Linked DNA regions of Pan troglodytes: all the other regions are linked to region 3. The links are chromatin contacts, called in public HiChIP or PLAC-seq maps. All regions are on one chromosome and are shown on one strand. Each heading gives the region's core, a stretch centred on a gene start, on an enhancer-like site or on the middle of the called end of the contact. The rest is flanking DNA. Distances are from core to core; before and after follow the strand shown. Region 1 holds the start of FBXL3 (F-box and leucine rich repeat protein 3). Region 2 holds the start of SLAIN1 (SLAIN motif family member 1). Region 3 holds the start of MYCBP2 (MYC binding protein 2).

The links. HiChIP or PLAC-seq counts read pairs in DNA pulled down with a chosen protein or histone mark.
Region 1: a contact with region 3 is called in an H3K4me3 HiChIP or PLAC-seq map of stem cell-derived excitatory neurons, with 2.0 times the contacts expected there. The contact joins the promoter of FBXL3 here to the promoter of MYCBP2 in region 3. A contact is called at or near these places in 1 of 7 Hi-C or Micro-C datasets (stem cell-derived neural progenitor cells) and 1 of 1 datasets of contacts at active chromatin or transcription factors (stem cell-derived excitatory neurons).
Region 2: an H3K4me3 HiChIP or PLAC-seq map of stem cell-derived excitatory neurons shows a contact between it and region 3, with 3 times the contacts expected there. The contact joins the promoter of SLAIN1 here to the promoter of MYCBP2 in region 3. A contact is called at or near these places in 1 of 7 Hi-C or Micro-C datasets (stem cell-derived neural progenitor cells) and 1 of 1 datasets of contacts at active chromatin or transcription factors (stem cell-derived excitatory neurons).

Annotation. Positions count from the first base shown.
Region 1 is chr14:82,703,969-82,707,251 of NHGRI_mPanTro3-v2.0_pri, forward strand. It overlaps FBXL3 (F-box and leucine rich repeat protein 3), which reads right to left and starts at 1,277. Exons shown (of 5, transcript NM_001280348.1): 1 at 940-1,277.
Region 2 is chr14:83,373,349-83,376,422 of NHGRI_mPanTro3-v2.0_pri, forward strand. It overlaps SLAIN1 (SLAIN motif family member 1), which reads left to right and starts at 1,473. Exons shown (of 7, transcript XM_024348306.3): 1 at 1,473-2,328. The coding sequence starts at 1,700.
Region 3 is chr14:83,004,240-83,007,367 of NHGRI_mPanTro3-v2.0_pri, forward strand. MYCBP2 (MYC binding protein 2) reads right to left here and starts at 1,475. Exons shown (of 85, transcript XM_063792229.1): 1 at 882-1,475. LOC129136842 reads right to left here and starts at 1,393. Exons shown (of 1, transcript XM_055078618.1): 1 at 1,310-1,393. The coding sequence starts at 1,393. The coding sequence ends at 1,310.

The sequences.
Region 1 (3,283 bases), core at 27-2,526, 300 kb before region 3:
AGAGCGCACAGTGGCGAAAATCTGTCTACAGGTCATATAGATAGATAGATAACTGATAGTTGATGGTATTTTTATAAATATTTCAGAGATAACAGAAACTAAGTTACTTTTTTTTGAAGTTAGAAAAGGAGGATTCTAATTAAAAAATCTGGGTCACTCAACTGGACATCATTAGCAACGACAAAATAAAAATGATCTCTCTCACCTCTCAGCTTGGAGATACAGACCATTTACTGGGCTGCTTCCTGACCCCTGTCTGCAACCCCACCTAAAGGACTGCCCACGCCAAAGGCAGACGCGAATCCGCTCAACACAAGTTGACCAAGTTTTTCGCCTGGCTAAGCGGCGGGGGCGTCCCCTCCTCCCTGCGCCACCTCTCCACCGACTGGCTTCCCCTGACATTTCTCATGCGCCCCACCCTGGGCAGTCTGCTTTGACAGTTCAGTGCCTCATTGCTCAAGCTACCAGCACGGGCGTAGCCGACGCCGGGAGAGCCCACAGAGTGCGAGCTCCATGGTGCCTGTCACCAGCCCCCGCCAAGGGTCATAAAGCCGGGCAGGAGCCGCGGCGAACCCGGGAGCGGCGGCGTCGCGGGCAGGCTGCAGGCGGCCGCCGCACACGCACCACGCCTTGTTGACATGTTTGGAAGCAGGCACGGCGGGGAAACGCCCCCAAGCAAGCTCCAAGGTCTGGGTGCCGCGCCCCGCGCCCCGCGCCCCGCGCCCCGCGCCCCGCGCCCCGCGCCCCGCGCCCCGCGCCCCGCGCCCCGCGCCCCGCGCCCCGCGCCCCGCGCCCCGCCCGGCACTCCTGAGGAGCGGCCCGCGCGCGCACCGGCCCCCGCGCCCCCCCCACCCCACCCCGGCCCGCCCACAGACGGTCCGCGGTCCCTCCCCGGCTCCGCCGTCGCAGCGGGGCTCGGCCCTGCCCCTCCGCCGTTACCTGCTGCCGGGGGCGGCTTCCCCCACACACCACCCCGTGCTCCGGGGACGGCGGCGGCTGCAGGTCCCGCGGCTCTCACATGAGGCGCCCCTGGCCCCCCGCTTCGCGCTCCCGCAGCCGCGGCCCCCCGCGCTCCGCCCGCATCCGAGGCGCTGGTCCCGCAGAGGGCGCCAACGCGGCTCCACCTTTGCGGCTCTGGCTGCCCAGAAAGAAGCTTTCCTTCTCGGTCCCGCGCTGTCTGTGTTCAGGGATCCCCGGCGCCGCGAGAGACTACCTCAGCGAGCGGCTGCCACCGCGTAAGCTTCCTGCGCCTGGGCCACAAACAGTGAGTCTAAAATGGCGCCTGGGGCTCGCGGCCGCGCGCTTCCCTGGCGCGTCCCCGCCCAAGGGGGCGGGAAGGGGGCGGGGAGGGCGGAGCCCGGCGGGAGTGGGGCCGCGCCCAAGCGGGAGCGCGCGCTGCGGCCGCCCCAGTCTCCTCGCTGTGGGACGAGCCTCTGCTTTCCTGCCAGAGATGTGACTCCCGGTTGAAGGGGATTTTTTTTTGTTGTTTTGAGATGGAATGTGGGAGGGCTGAAGCTAGCTATATGTGGAAGAGACTATCTGTGGCTGAAACTGGAAGGTTTAGGGAGGTGGAGCAGAAAAAAGAAAGGAAGGAGTCTCGCCGGAGCCTGCTGGGGACCGCGGCCCGCGGGTGGCCGCCCCGGATGCCTGAAACCGAGGAGTTAAATACAGTCTCCGAAGACCCGCGCATCGATGTGCATAAGTGGTGCTTAAAAGATGCCAAGGAAATGTACCAGAATAGTGAGAGTATTAACGCTGGGATTGCACATGGTTTTTGTTTTTCAAATATTTGTATTTCCCAATATTTCTAAAGTATTAGAGTTATTACATTTTAAAAACGACATTTGCTTTATGAAATAGAGTCCTGAAATTTGTAAATAGCTTTTGAAACGCAATGGGGAAAGTAAAGGATTACAAAGCTGCTGAAAAGAAAACCTCTGGTGAATCCTTTTGTAAATCAAGGCATCTTTGTAACTGCTACCTAGTTGACTTGTTTTAAAGTTTGGATTTTTTGATACTGCGTTTTCTTACAGTTAGAAACATTCTTAGGTGCAATATCATTAAGTTGAATCATGCGCCATTCCTCTCTACACCTCCAAAAAAAAAAGAAAGTAGTTTTCCATTCAAAGATGTCTTAGAACACTCAGACCCATGTGTAAGACACTGAAAAGCAGTGGTGCCCAGGGAGCTCTCCGTTCTTCCCGTTTTCTCAAGAAATTGAGCTAGGAAGCCATGTATAAAGTTACGTCGAAGTTCAGTGTGAGGCCAGGAGTGGTACAGGCTTATGTCTGTAATCCCAACATTTTGGGAGGCCAAGGCAGAAGGGTTGCTTGTGGTCAAGAATTGGAGACCAGCCTGCGCAATATGTCCAGACTCTTGTCTCTACAAAAAAATAGAAGAGTAATAATTTTAAAAAATCAGACGAGCTTGGTGTAATCCCGGCTACTACTCAGGAGGCTGAATCGAGAGGATGGCTGGAGCCCAGGAGTAGGAGGTTACAGTGACCTATGATGTCACCACTGCACTCCAGTCTGGGTGAGAGAGTGAGACTGTTTCTATAATAAAATGAATTCAATGTGGGGAAATGCCAGTGTTGTTTGTTCGGTGTTTTTTAAGGGCCTGCCAGCTGTCAGATCACTGAATCAAACTGTACAAAGCCTCTAGTAGCATGAGTGTGGATTTGCCTGAACTGCAACATTTGTTTAGGTCCCTCAGTGACTGGATGATGAGGAACAATAGGAAGTTCTAAGAAGGACAATGATAATTATTAAGGAAAAACAAACAAGTCAAATACAGGCCCATTTATTTAAAGTTGGGTGAACAGTATAAATGATCAGCAAAGTACATTAAACCAATTCAGTAAACGTGATGAGCATAGGTTGCATTACGTTAATATTGTATCACATTACGGTTATATCACATTCCAATCATAGTTCTTTTTTTTCTTTTTTCGCCATTATGATCTATTCTCCTCCTAAACAAGACAAGGACCTTGGCACACTTGACCTATTGAATACCCCTTTTCTTCCCTGTTATTGGCAAATATTTTATTTCACCTCTTTTTTTTGAAAAAAGAAACATGTTTATTTTTTAATCAGTCAGTACTTATTTACATTTATCAATTGTATCATCAAGATCAGTGGCATGGTAGGTGGGAGAAAGGATGAGTGTGGAGCACATTGATCCAACTGGGAAAAATAATTTATTACTGACCCTGTTTGGAATTGCCAATGCATGTGGTAATAAAAAGCAGATGAACAATTAGTCTCTTCATTATTGTTTT
Region 2 (3,074 bases), core at 223-2,722, 370 kb after region 3:
GGAAAGGTGATGGGTGATACAGGTGGTTAGGTGGTGGGCTAGCAAGCTGGGACACAGGGAAGGTTAAGGGAGTCAACACACGCGTTTAGCTAATTTATGGAAGCGCTCACCAAGCATGTTAAATGCAGAACATCCACCCTGCACACAGAAGCTAGAGATGTAGATTAACAACTGAGAAGATACAAGTGTTTCTGAGCAGGAAGACACAAAACCATATCTGAAACCAATAGATACGATGTGTTAGCAGCTCCAGAGAAATGAGGTACATTGTCACAAAGATTGGTATGTAAAGTCCCTCGCAAGGACTTTCACTAGATAGTATATCATCTGAGGATGAGAACCAGTGGTGTAGATTTTTCTCATAATATAATCTCAGGTTTTCCTCTGATTGTGTTAAACACTCAAAATGCTAAGTCAGTCAGTATTCATTGAACACAACTCGATTAAATTCTTCTGCTTAAAAGCCTCTTTTAAAAAAAGCAGATTTGCTCGTTTTCCAAGTGGTAAGAAATAGCAGGTTTGCAGGTGAGATTAAAGTGTATTGGGTAGAATTCTGAGGTTTTCTGTTTTCTGCTTTCCCACCAGCAAGTCTGACTTTAATAACTTATACATTATTTAATAGAAGGAGCACTAAACAATTTTACTCATATTTCTCCCCATAACCATTTTTGCCTGTTGTACTCATTGCCCGCATCACGAGCTCTTAGAATGGTTCCTGGCACAGAGTAGGTGCTCAAAGATCTTTTGTTTGGGGAATGCATGAATATACATAGTATGAAAAAAAAAGCAGTTCTTCTTTTATTGTGACAAACAATGATGGTAACAGTTCAAATTTGACTATTTTAGAATAAATAAGTAAACACTTGTCTCCTTAGCAGCTGGCCACTCTACCTCTTAGAGAGAGGGCTTTCTTCTCTTTCTTCTAGGTCTCCTGTCTCCCACCATTTTGTTTCTCTATTACCAATGAGAACATGAGTGGCATCGTCCCAAAGCCTTTCTGTTCCCCCTATCTCCACTTTTCGGTTTTTAGAATAACGATCCCCAGCCTTTAAGTTTTCTATAGGATTCGTTAGCCAGTGGCTATTAAGTGCTGTCACGGAGCCTAACAGAGAGCTGGGAAGGGAGCAAACCAGCGGGCCGGTGGTGCACTACTCGAGGGCCAGCACCTGCAGCTGCTTCTTTGGGAACCCCCTGGTCCCCGCAAACGCCTCAGAGACCCGCGCAGTTCGCTGTCCCACCAAGCGGCAGGAGGAGGTGCTTGTGGCGGGAAAGTTCAGGCCAGGTCCAATCAGGCACCTGGGATTAGGTAGCGAGGGTGGGTGCGGCTCCCCGGCCCCAACCCGGGCTGCCGGCCCCGCCCCCTGGGTGGGCTTCCCCACGGTTCTCCGCCCCCCCCCGACCCGCCCCCTCGGCGCTCTTGCCCCGCCCCGCTCCGGGGCCGCGGCTAAAACCCGGAGCCGCCGCGACGCCCAGGGGACTGGAGGGACGCACTGAGCATGTGCAGATCAGCTCGGTGGTGGCTGCCGCGGCCGGAGGCGAGGGCCCGGTGCTGATGCGAACCGCCGGCTCGGCCTCAGCCCACGCGTGGTCGGCCCCCCAGGCCGGGGCGACAGGGAAGGAGCCGTAGCCTCCCCGTGGCCCGAGGAGCCGGCGCGGCGGCGCGCACTCCCTGGCGGCCGCGGCGCCCTCGGGGCCCACGATGATGGCGGAGCAGGTGAAATGCGCCTCGGCAGGGGTCAGCTCTGGAGCGGGCTCCGGGCCGGTGGTGAACGCGGAGCTGGAGGTGAAGAAGCTGCAGGAGCTGGTGCGCAAGCTGGAGAAGCAGAACGAGCAGCTGCGGAGTCGAGCGGCCAGCGCGGCCGCCGCCCCGCACCTGCTGCTGCTGCCGCCGCCGCCGCCCGCCGCGCCGCCCCCCGCTGGGGCCTGCAGCCCTTTGGGTCCTCGGAGCCCCCCGGCCGCCACGGCCACCGCCGCGGCCTCAGGGGGCCTGGGGCTCGGGCTGGCGCTGGGCGCGGGGGGCGGTGGCGGCAGCGGTAGTGGCAGCGGCGGTGGCTCCAGCCCCGCGTTCCCGGGCACCTTCTGCCTGCCTAGCCCCGCGCCCTCCCTGCTTTGCAGCCTGGCGCAGCCACCCGAGGCGCCCTTCGTCTACTTCAAGCCGGCAGCAGGCTTCTTCGGCGCGGGCGGTGGCGGGCCGGAGCCGGGGGGCGCGGGGACGCCGCCAGGGGCAGCTGCAGCGCCGCCCTCGCCGCCCCCCACGCTGCTGGACGAGGTGGAATTGCTGGATCTGGAGAGCGTAGCCGCCTGGCGGGACGAGGACGACTATACCTGGTACTGCCTGGCTCCGCTCCTTCCCTGAGACCCTGGCCTCGGGGGCTGCGGGCACCGGGGAGCGGGGGCGGGGGGCGGACGGGGGTCCCCTCGCGGCAGCCGGGGTGACTCCCCGCGGCTCCCGGAGGGGCCGACCCAGCAAGTGTTGAGCCAGGCGGTGACACTTCCCACGATGAGGCTTCTCACGAAGGCAGAAACCTGTTTTCTAATCGCTCCGACTGCGGATGAACCGGCCCCCCTTCCCCCCATCTGCCATGGGTTCTGCTATTTGCTGATTGTTGGGTCCCAAGCTCCTCGTTAGCATTAAGTGCAAAATCCATGTCATCTTGTCTTTTTGCTCAGTGCCGCTCTTTTCCCCAGTGTTTTCGGAGGGATGACGGGGGATGGTAGGGGTTGGCCTCTGTCTGCGACTGTTACTGTTCTTTCGTTTTAAACGAACGCTGGACAGGATTTGCGTGCTCTTCCTCCTCGGGTGGCATCGGAAGCCGCGCAGTGATGGATCTCTCTTTATAGAGAGGTTCGTTCTTGCTGTTTGAATTTTGCAGTCGTGTGCCCTTTTGCGTTGCATTTTCATTGAAATCTTATTTTCAGAGACGGACTTGCTTTTTAAAATGGGGTGACCTCACTGGCTTTCCCATAAATAGTGCCAATAAAGAGGACTTTTCTTGGAGTGGAATGAACAGGTGGGAGGGACTTTTTTATTTATTTATTTATTTATTTTTTACCTAGGAACCAACGAACTGTCT
Region 3 (3,128 bases), core at 225-2,724:
GTAAAAGAGACAGATCTACGCGCTATTCAGATTTTCTAGCTAGTGGCAGTTGAACGCTGTACCAGCTGTCATATTCTGAAGTTCTGCAGTTTTCCCCTTTTCCCTACAAAACCCTCTCTACTCTAAAGCCTGTAAGTAACAGAGGAAATCGAACAGAGAATGAAGAGAAATGGCCGATGGGACATCAGATCACAAGAGTAACTGCCACCTCATTTCTAGAAGACCAAAAGGCCCGGTTATCAAAGTACAGCTCTAAAAATCTCTATCAGACACCTTTCGCATCTACACAGATCTCCATCTGCGTCCCTTATTCATAAATCTTTTTAAAGCAAACCTCACGCCTATCCCTCGGGCCTGCTTATCCAAAACTCAACCAATCTATACCATGACTCCTCTTGGTGAAAGGCAGATTGAAGGGAGGTGGAAAGGGCTGGAAGGAATGTCATGGGAGAGGCGGCACGTGCAAATAACATTGCGGCAGAGACACTGAAAACGCCACTTCCCTTGCCACTGTTGCAATTCTCTTCGTGTATCATCCTCTTACCCTCTCTACCCATGCCACCTCCTACCTCAACGATACACACACGTGTCACAGCCGACCAGCACCATCGCCTTTTCCAGCATCACAGGTTCTCCTACCACCCCTCACTATCCCCCCACATAGGCAGGCAGACACACACACACACACACAGCAGAAACTGCAGCCACCGCACCCTCCTATCTCGATAAGTGCTCCTGCCAACAGACATCCAGAGCGGACTGAAAGCTCAATAAATGCGCAGGTACACACACGCAAGCACACACACACGCGGGTGCACGCGCGGCATGGGGCGCAAGGAAGGGCGGCATGGGGTGCAAGGAAGGGCACCCTGGGGACGCACCTGGAGGCTGGGTGTCCAGCGCTGCCGCCCCCCTGGTCCCTGTCATTGAGCGCAGCGGTATAAATCCTCCGGTAGCGGTCGGCCAGGGCCCGGCCTGACAGCAGCAGCTGGTAGTGACCCCGGGAGTCCGCGGCGGGTAGCCCCAGCCCCAGCCCCGCAGCAGCCACGGAGCCGTCGGGAACCGGCATGAACAGCGCCCCCGGCGCAGGGGAGGAAGAGAAGGTGGCGGCTGGGTAGAATCCGTCCCCGCCGAGCCCCGAGGAGGCGGCGGCGGGGGAGGCAGTCGCTGCGCACATCATCTTCCTCGCCGCCGCCGCCGCCGCCGCCTCGTCCCCGCGGGCCGGGCGGGCAGACACGCGCGCGCACACACAGCCCTTTTCCAACGACTACGGCTCCGGCGGCGGCCTCTGGCTCCCGCAGCAGGGAGACTACAAAGACAGCGACCTCCTTCTCCTCCTCCTTCTTCTCCTCCTCCCCCCCGCGCCGCCCTCGCCGCTACTGGGGCCGCTCATCTAACCCCGCCACCCCGGGAGTGTGAGGAGGAGGCGGTGCCGCCACTGCCGCCGCCACCACCGCTACCACCGCTACCACCGCTACCACCGCCGGGGCTACCCGCAATGGGAAGCTGCCGGCCTCACAGAGCATGCGCCACTCCTCGCACATGCTCAGTAACTGCCGCCCCTTTTCCTCCCCACCCCCTCTCCGCCACCACTCCCTCCGCCTCGGGGCTTTGGGTTTGGGGCTGTTGGGTTGTGCGGAATCTGAAGTAGTCCACTTCTCCGGGTTTTACTGGCAGCTTGAAGAAGAGTAAGGAAAGTGCTGGGGAGGCTGTCAGCTACTGACGTTCGACTTCAGGTTCCTTCCAGGTGGAAGAACGAGGACCAGAAAGCAAGGGGGAACGTGCGCATCGCCAGAGGAGGAGTGGCACGCTCTTCTGCTACCTCTTCTCCAAGGCTCTGCTGCCAACAGGAAGATTTACTGTGAATTCTGCTGATTAATTCAGAGTTTAAGGCAGAGAAAACCATCCCAATTAGAAGTGCCTTTAGCGATCTTATTTTATATGGTTTTTGTCATTAGGATTTACGCTTGTTTAACACAGCTTTTACTTACAAAGACAGGTAGTAATCTAGCACATTCTTTTTTGTGTGTGAAAGTATTTTGTGTGTGAAAGTATAACAGATAGGCTAGTATTCACAAGCCAGAGTCATTCCCAAATTCTTGTTCTCAACGGAGCAATAATATTTTTAAAATTACTCTTTTTTGTTGACTCCTCACTCACCTAAGAGTGCACTTTTATCTCTTGGCAGTGGTCATTTAATGGTTTATTTTTTTCTGCCCAAACTTACATTTTTAAAGATAATTCTTGAATGCGATCTGAAACAATAATTGTGACTGAGACTGTATAGCGTCTGAAAATGTCAGATCCATCACATATCTTGTTGTTGTCTATAAAAAAGTAACATTTGCTCAGTCCTTTGTTCCAAGCTAACCTACAAACACCATCTAAGTATATGCTCTAGAAATATACGTGCCAATGCACTTTGATTCCTACTACGTTTTATCCTTTGACTCTCAATTTGAAGAGTTTCCTAATTTACAGTCCTGACAAAATAATTTATAAGTTCTGTCATCCCAGTACTGTATCTTTCATCTATATACTAGTTCTTATATCTGTGCCTCTTCTTCGGATGGCCTTCTCTTAAAAAAAATAAAATAAATTTTAAAAAATCCTCCTTAGTGTTTGAGAAGTGCAAACAACAAGGAATAGGAAAGTAAATTAATTCTAGTTTTAGGGTGGAAGGTTGCTGAAAGCAATGCATTTTTTCTGAAGCTTTAAATAATGGATGGATTTCATTTAGTTTTTTTAAAGATAATTAGCAGTGGGATAAACATAGGAACAAAGGACAAGACATGTGGAATCATAGTATTTTAGTACTGTAATTAGCCCTGTTAAGTTTTTGTATTTGTCTTGTTTCCTTACCTAAGTTCCTTCAGAGCTTGCTGCTTTTGTGTCTCCTTCAGCCACTTCAGGACTTTGCATGTAGTAGGTATCCAGTAAGTATTTATTAGGCTAAATTTCTATCCTAATGCTTCAGCACAGTTAAAGACCTCAGTGTTGACCAGGCAGCCCCTAACCCTGGAGTGAGAACCAAGACAATGGTGTAGAGGCAGCTAAATTCTAAGAATTCTAAGGCCTGACAGGTAAGCAATGAGAGGGCCCATTACTATTGCAAGACCTAGCAGGGT